Linked DNA regions of Mus musculus: region 1 is linked to region 2. Evidence: chromatin contacts called from public Hi-C data. All regions are on one chromosome and are shown on one strand. The core of a region is the stretch at or near the end of the contact, and the rest is flanking DNA. Distances in the headings are between cores, read along the strand shown. Region 1 holds the start of Ccl1 (chemokine (C-C motif) ligand 1). Region 2 has its middle 26 kb from the start of Gm11419.

What was found. A called contact is a pair of places that touch in the nucleus more often than the background predicts.
Region 1: a Hi-C map of bone marrow-derived macrophages shows a contact between it and region 2, with 5 times the contacts expected there. The contact joins the promoter of Ccl1 here to the enhancer-like site in region 2. A contact is called at or near these places in 8 of 484 Hi-C or Micro-C datasets (MC3T3-E1-derived osteoblasts, bone marrow-derived macrophages, embryonic stem cells and 3 more), 4 of 115 datasets of contacts at active chromatin or transcription factors (bone marrow-derived dendritic cells, bone marrow-derived macrophages, embryonic stem cells and 1 more) and 1 of 9 other capture datasets (embryonic stem cells).

Annotation. Positions count from the first base shown.
Region 1 is chr11:82,178,366-82,182,148 of GRCm38.p6, forward strand. Ccl1 (chemokine (C-C motif) ligand 1) reads right to left here and starts at 1,447. Exons shown (of 3, transcript NM_011329.3): 1 at 1,304-1,447. The coding sequence starts at 1,379.
Region 2 is chr11:81,940,086-81,944,244 of GRCm38.p6, forward strand. It overlaps a transcript of Asic2 not described here. Among named protein-coding and RNA genes, the nearest start is that of Gm11419, 26 kb to the right of the region's middle. Within about 2 kb of position 2,341, at least 16 of the 459 cell types and tissues checked have an H3K27ac peak or open chromatin away from gene starts, as enhancers often do. A contact at or near this core is called in bone marrow-derived macrophages, where this site is marked.

The DNA.
Region 1 (3,783 bases), core at 197-2,696, 240 kb after region 2:
GTGGTGGGGACAGAAACCACAAGCCTGCCTGAGCCATGGCTCAGCACACACTCCTGCACATACGGTGAGACTCTTCCTACCACATATACAAACCCCTTCAGTCCCAGTCTCCCAGCACAAGTGCGTGGCTCTGTGTACTGTGCTAGTACTTAAGCTCGGGGCTCTGGCCTCACATCCTAGAGGACCTGTTATCCCATCGCATGCAGGACATTGTAGTTCTTGGTTCACAGACATGGGGCTGGGTGAGGAACTCCACAAGGGCTCAGAAGGAAAAGGGGGTATTCCCAAAAAGTGGCTGGTCCACTCGCCCACACAATCTTCCACATTCCCATCCTTGGCCCTCCCCTCTTTCAGGGACCAGTAACCCCCAGTCTGCTGATTTGTACGCTCTCCTCCCACATCCCACCTTCAACATCCCTGTGTTCTAACCCTGGATCCTTCCTGTCTCGCTGTTCACAGAAACTTGCAGGTCCCCTGACCTCAGGTTGGTATTTTCCGAACAATCTAGAACATGGATTCCAGTTTATCCATACAGAAAACATCTTTAAGAGATATAATAGTTATCTGGCTGTTCACTCCTGTGGTCCTTCCTTCAGCCCCTGCCTGTCATCTGTCACACTGGAAATCAGTCTTAGTCCCTCCTCTGGACTTCAGGGATCCTAATTTGTTTTAAACAACCCCATAGGCCCTTCCAGTTGTCTGTAGGGTGAGGATCAAAATTATCTTCCACACACTAAAGCCACTTCATCTAGAAGGAGGAGGATGAAGAGGAGGAGGAGGAGGAGGAGGAGGAGAAAGGAGAAAGGAGAAAGGAGAAAGGAGAAGGGAGAAGGGAGAAGGGAGAAAGGAGGATGAGGAGGAAGAGAAAGGAGAAGGGAGAAAGGAGGAGAAGGAGAAGGAGAAGGAGAAGGAGAAGGAGAAGGAGAAGGAGAAGGAGAAGGAGAAGGAGAAGGAGAAGGAGAAGGAGAAGGAGAAGCTCCTCCCAGAACAGGGCCAGTCTTGGAACCCCATCAAGAGGATGCTGGCCCAGGTCTGTCTCTGCAGCCACCTAGTTCTAGGATTAGCAAAAGAATCAGAGGAATGGGTTTCAGGTCTGAGCTCCCCACCACGAAGTAGATGTGTGCTCCCAGTCCATAACCTTCCTCCACGCCCAGCGTCCCTATCCCATTACTGCCCGCCATTCATCTCCAGATAGGGACAGAAATGAAGCCAATGATGTCTAGGTAAGCTCTGTTCCCAGCCCAGAGTGCCTGCCTATACATCTCCCCTCCCTGGGCCCAAGCACTAGGACCCCATTACTCACTGCTCTTGCTGTCAACATCCTGTATCCACACGGCAGCCAGCAGCAGGCACATCAGTGCCATGGCAGTGGGTTTCATGGTGATAAGTTTCTGTCTCAAGCCTCTCTAGAGCAACCGCCGAATGTCTGGTGGAGCCAAGAACTCTCTCCTGCCTCACCCTGTACTGAGCTTTTATCAGAAGGCCCGGGGTGCTTTCCCAGACCATGGAGAAGAGGTGGGAGTCCCAGGGAAAAGGAACTCATACCCAATGGCCACATGGAAAACTCCTTTTCTCACCTCTCCTGGGAGGAGGGGGGCGTATTCGAGGTATGTTTGGGTGCCTAGTGGCCTTGGGAACTTCCCCAAGTGCAGAAGCAGATACCAATCTTTACGTTCTTGACAAAATACGTGGGAGCTGTCCTGGCTGAGTGGAAAGTCAAAAAAGGTGAGAGAGAGAGAGGAAGTGGCCCGTACACAGCTTGTCTAACCCACATCATTCCATTCAAAGCAGCTACAGGCCTTGGAGAAGGACAGAGCAGAGAAGGTACAATCTGCATCAAATGGAGCTTGTGTCTGGGTTCTGGCTCTGCCAATCAGCCATTGCACAAACTTCTCTAAGCTGCACATCCCTACAAAATGGAACTAGTAACACATCTCAAATCCGGGTGGTAAGAATGAAATGCAGAGCTGGGGAGATGGCTCAGTCAGCAAAGTACCTGCTACACAAGTGTGAGGACCAGAGTTTGATTCCCAGAACCCGCATACAGAGCAGGGGTAGTGGAATGATCTTGTAACCCCAGAGCTGGAGAGGCTGACCGGCTGATCCCTGGAGCTGCCTGGTTTGCCCGCTGAGCCTAGTTGGAGACCTCCAGGCCAGGGAGAGAACTTATCTCAAAAAGCAAAGTCGTTCACATGCACATAGACACATGTATGCACACCTACATACATGTACACACACACACACACACACATACACACACATACCACAGGTTGATCCTGTCTGTCTAACGTTTGGCCAACACATTTGCTATTAGTTTTATTTCTTTGTTCCCCAGCCCTTTCACAGCTTACTCTGATCCAGACCCTTGCTTGGTTACCCTTGGGACAATTGCCAATGGGGGCAAAGCCTGACCTGAGCCATCTTGCTTCAACCTATAGACAAGCCATGGAGAGCCATCCAACACAACAACGGCTCATTCAAGACAGATCTGTCATGTGGGGGGCACAGGAGAATGTTGGGGACACCCAGGGACTTCAGAGGACCCTTTCCAGACAGTGTTCTATAAGTACCATGTCCTGCAGGCTGCTGTGAAGACAGCACGTCAGGCAGGGGAAGGAGTCTGGAAAAGCCAAGTACAGAGGAACACCCTTCACTCAGCATCATGGAGAAAGCTAGAGCATGGGATGTAGATGCAGATGGGGTTGTGCAGCCAGATAAAAACAGTATATGCAGTGGGCAGTACTTGGGATAAGCAGCTCATAGGAGGCCCTCAAGAAAAAGCAGCTAAGCTTTCTGGCATTGGCATCATGGGGCCTATACACAGTGGGTTGGCTATGCTAACCTATGTTGACCTTAGCCTGTGCAACTGAAAAACCTTCAGTGTTTGTTGCCAACTGAGTGTAACTACTAGATAGTTAGAACTCTTCCCAAATAGTCAAGCTTCAGTCATCCATTTTGCTCTCCTATATCCACCATCTCATCCTTACTGTAACATCGACCTGACCACCTTCCCAGCCAACTCCCTCTGTGCCCAATCTGCTCATTTCAAACACCCTTCCTCCAATAAAAGTCATTTGCCAACCCCTGCGGGCAAATCTCAGCCTCCTTTAAGCCCCTGTGCCTGGATGGCAATCGGAAGTCCTTGTCTTCCCGCATCTCTCCACTGAGGCTCGCTCCGTGCTACCGTGGCATGTCTGAGCTGAATGAGCTTTTCAAGACCTTTGGCAGTGATGACTCTTGGCACTCCTGAGGGAGCTTTGTCGAAACTGGGAATATCTTGGCTCCATTTCAGAGTCAGAATCAAAACTCAAGTGCCTGTACTTGTGAGGAGAAAACTCCAGGCAATTGTCAAAGCACCAAGAGATAAAATCTCCACAGTATGGAGGGTGGGAGGGTGACTTTCACGAGGAGGGAAGTCTTGGGCTTGATGCTATATTGAGAATGGGGGTGGCATAGGAGGCAGAGACTCGAGCCCTGGGTATCTAAGAATAAGATCAGCTCATGATCTTTACACAGCTGGACCCATGCCAGTCAGACCCCTACTGCTTCCTGCCACCCACAAAGTCATTAAAATTACTACCCCATTGCTGCCTCTCTATGTCCTTGTCTTTGGAGGCTGATGTGTTCTGGTCCTTTACCCCCGGGGTCTTGGGAAAGGGGAGATGTGAGTATATAAAAACTGGCCAAATGCAAGTATAGACCCTTTAGACTCGGGCAGTGAAGAAGGGGCCACATAGCTGCCCTGGAAATTTCTGGTTCTTCCCCTGTTCTGGGAGCTGTCCC
Region 2 (4,159 bases), core at 1,091-3,590:
GAATCTTTCTGAAGCATGTATATCTTCGTCTGTAAAAAGGATTGTCATAGTTCTATCCTGACACGCTGTCATGAAAGTTGAATGAGTGAGCTCACGGGGAGCAGAGAACACACCACCAGCAGGAACTTATATAATGATGACAACATTGTTTCTCCAGTGCCTGGCACAGGACCCTCTGCTCTACAAATCATGTGGTGTGTGTGCATGCATGTGTGCATGTTTACGTGTGCGCGTGCATGAGAGGTTGCAGACTTACACTACAGCACCTGCCTTTATCGGGTTCTATGAACTTGAACTCAGGTCGTCAAAGTTGTGCAGTAAGTGATTTACCCACTGAGCCATGTCCTACATAATCTCTGGTATGTGTATGCCCGGTGTGTATGTTGCATGCACATATGTGTACCATGCATGCACCCATTCGTGCTCCTGCAGAAGCCGGAGCAAAACAATGTTTATCTTCCTCTACAGAGCTCTGTCGTACCTATAGATAGTCTCTCAGTGAACCAGCAGCCTACTGTTTCAGCTAGGCCTTTGGCCTGTAAGCTCTCAGTATCTGTCTGTTTCCACCTCTAACAATGGCATTACAAACATAGCCAGCCATGCCTATCTCGATACATAAGTGCTGGGTGCTTAAACTTGGGTCTTTATGCTTGCTGAGCAAGCCATCTGTCCACTGAACCATCTCTCCAGCCCCATATAATCTTAGTGGATGTTTTTAAAAGGGAAGATTTATAAAAATAAGAAAGTGGAGAGGGACTTTCAGAACGGAAACTAGGAAAGGGGATAGCATTTGAAATGTAAATGGAGAAAATAGCTAATAAAAAAGATAAAAAGAAAAGAAAAGGAGAGAAAAACTGGAATTAGAGAGTCAGATTTGAGAGTAGTGGGCACACCTGCATCTGACAGAGATGGTTAGGTGAAGAAGGCAGAATCCCATACTCTGACTGAGGTACCCCTGTGATGCTGGTATGTCCAGACTGTGATTGATGATGGCATGACCACACTCACATCCCAGTGGCAAGTACCACTTGCTGATTTCCTCGGAACTTCCAGCAGAGGGAGCCTGAGGGGCTGGCATCAGAAGGTGAACCCAGGACAAGCACAGCCTCTCTGGACACCACTGTACTGCCCAGGGTCATCTCCTGCATGTCACCTGCTTCCTCCTGTAAACTACCCCTACTCAGTGTGATAGGAAGGGAGGAGGCCAATGGCCTATTTATGTCACTGCATGATCTCAACAAGTCCCTTAGCCTCTCAGGAACTTGGTTTCCTCCTCTGTAAACAGGGAAGGGACACAGGGCCTGCCCTGTTTACCTCACACTGGAAGGAGAAAGTGCAGAGGTAGAAGACATGCCTGAGAAGACAGTTCTCACTGTGGCCTCCAGAACTCTCTGAAGGCAAAGCATTTCTTGATGCCTTTCTTCTCCAAGCCCTCAGGGTACAGCTGGCTTCTCCTTCTTTTCCCCAGAAGAGCTGGGGAGAGGGTATGATGTCAGGTCTGCAGAAAGCACAGTCCAGGTCTAACTCATTCGAACTGCACATCAGAACTCCCAGCAGAGCCTTTAAAATGCAGAATACTCCAATCCTGTTACCAGAAGACCTGACTCCACTGGAATGAAGAAATCAGTGTTGGGAGAAAGCACTACCAAGAAACATACTCTAGGGCCACTCTGACCCGTGTTCTAAGAAAAAAAAAGTCAAGGCATTCAATGGAAGGAAAATAGGTGTCCAGGGGTGAGTAACATGTGAAGAGACTGGGGAAACTGTTGCAGAGATCATGAGACTGGCCTGGACGTGGGAAGCTGAACAGACTTCCACCCAGTGAAGGTGGATGGAGAGAAAGGCCACGTGGTGACAGTGAGTTTTGGGTGGAGGAGGAGGGCATTGGAAGGCAAGCCTTTGGGGGAAGCAGTGCATTGGAGGTTTGACTTGTCCCATGGAGCACTGCAACCTGAGCCTGGATATGCAGGCTGGGGGGCAAGAGAGTGTCACTGTCTGATTAAGCATCGCCTGGCACAGTGGTGACTGTGTTTTGGATAGGGCATATTGACAGTAGGAATTGTGGGGGACCAGAGAGAGAGAGGAGAGAGAGAGAGAGAGAGAGAGAGAGAGAGAGAGAGAGAGAGAGAGAGAGAGAGAGATATGCTAGGGAAGAAATGTGTAGAACAGCGATTCTGAGTCAGCCACAACCCCACCCTCACCCCCCAAGTTCTAGAGATGCAATGTCACATGTTGTCAGCTGAGCTCCCTCCCCTAGCCACAGGGAACTATAAATAGCCACACATGAAGGTCTACCCCTGGCTCAGCCTCAGAGGCTGAAAGGGCACAGAAGCCCTGACTCAACCCTGCTACTCAGCCAACTGTCCCTGAGGAAAGCCACCCCATAGTTCCCTAGCAGCTCAGGATATGCAGGGATGGCTCACCATTGGCATCTACTAGTGAACCTGCCTCCTGCTTCTGGATCTCCTTGGAGATGTCCCACACACTGCCACAAAAGCAAGTGAGAATCTTTCATCCTACAGCCTTGGAGATCTCCTCTTTAGTCACACTACTGAGGACCAGGTATAGATGAAGCCCTGAGGGCACGGCAATCAGGAGCTAAGCTCTCGAAAGCTGAGCAGGACCAACCAGCTGGTTAGCTTGGTTCTTGCCTCTCTACCAACCTCTAGGGATGTTTAGGAACTCCAGTTCACTCAGTGACACTTCTAGAAACTTTGATGTCCATTTGTGGATGCTGTCATGGAACCCATGGTAGGGCCTCCTTCCTGTCTTAGTTTCTATTGCTGTGAACTATTGCTTAACATCATGACGATAAGCATCTCGAGGAGAAAAGGGTTTCTTTCATCTTACAAGCTCAACTGCAGGGAGTCAGGGCAGGAATTCAAGGCAGGAACCTGGAGACAAGAGTTAAAGTAGAAGCTGTGGAAGAATGCTACTTACTGTCTGGCTCCCATGACTTGTTCAGTCTACTTTCTTAAAGCACCCAGGACTACAAGCCTAGGGATTGTCACTGCCCACAGTGAGCTGACTCCTCCTACATCATCATCAACCAGGAAAACACACCACAGGCTCGCCTATAGGCCAATCTAGCAAGGATATTTTCTCAGTTTGGGTACCCTATACCAAAATGACTCTTCCTTGAGATGAGTTGACTTAAAACTGCCAGCACACTACCCATGAATTTGATCTTGTGTTCTCCAAGGAACAGAGGTGTCCTCTACAAGTAACATGCATCCAGGCAAAGATGAAGTCTGGCCAGTGATTGCTGGGATCTTACTTTTCCACTCACTGGAGTATAATTTTAGAAAAGTCAGATAGGGGATAAAGAGATGGCTCAGCAAGTTAAGAATGCATCCACGTTAGGTTTTCAGTACTCACATCAAGCAGCTCGTAATCAACTACAATTCTAATCCAAGATATTGACGCTATCTTCTGGCCTTGGAGGACATCACACACACACACAGACAGAGAGAGAGAGAGAGAGAGAGAGAGAGAGAGAGAGAGAGAGAGAGAGAGAGAGAGAGGAATACGCACACACATACACACACGCATGTAGATACACACACACACAACTGTTAAATGTCATGTAGCTTCCTCAAGCTTAAACTTCCTCACCTGCATTCACTCCAGCCTTCCTTCTACTGTGGCTGTTAAGTCGGGTTGCAGGGTGCACCAGTGCACCCTGTAACCCATGAACACTCAGGAGAAAGCAGCCACGCTTAAACTGGCCCTCTGGAGATCAGGCATGGCTCCCTCACACCATAGTCTCTTTCTGGAAGGGGCTTCAGCACCCCCAAATCCAATCCATCAGGGGCCTGACTAGGTCACTTCTATTTAATGACTTGCCTCCTTCCTTCATCGTGAGAAGAGAACTACCAAAGTTTATTGTGTCTTAGAAGCCAGATTCTGTGCTGGACATCCGTGATCTGACTTAATTCAGTGTTCCTACTAACCCGACACAGACATATGGTGAGATATAAATATATGTGATTTATTTCTATCTTTTTTTAGAGGCAATGAAGGGATATGAACCCAGCTTCTCTGCCTGCAAAGGTCTCACTCTTTCTCCATTATTTTCTGCTTATCTCTTTTATGTCACAAGGCAAGGGAATGTTTTTCTGTGAGCAGGGACAGGCAATATTGTCACCACCGCTTTCCT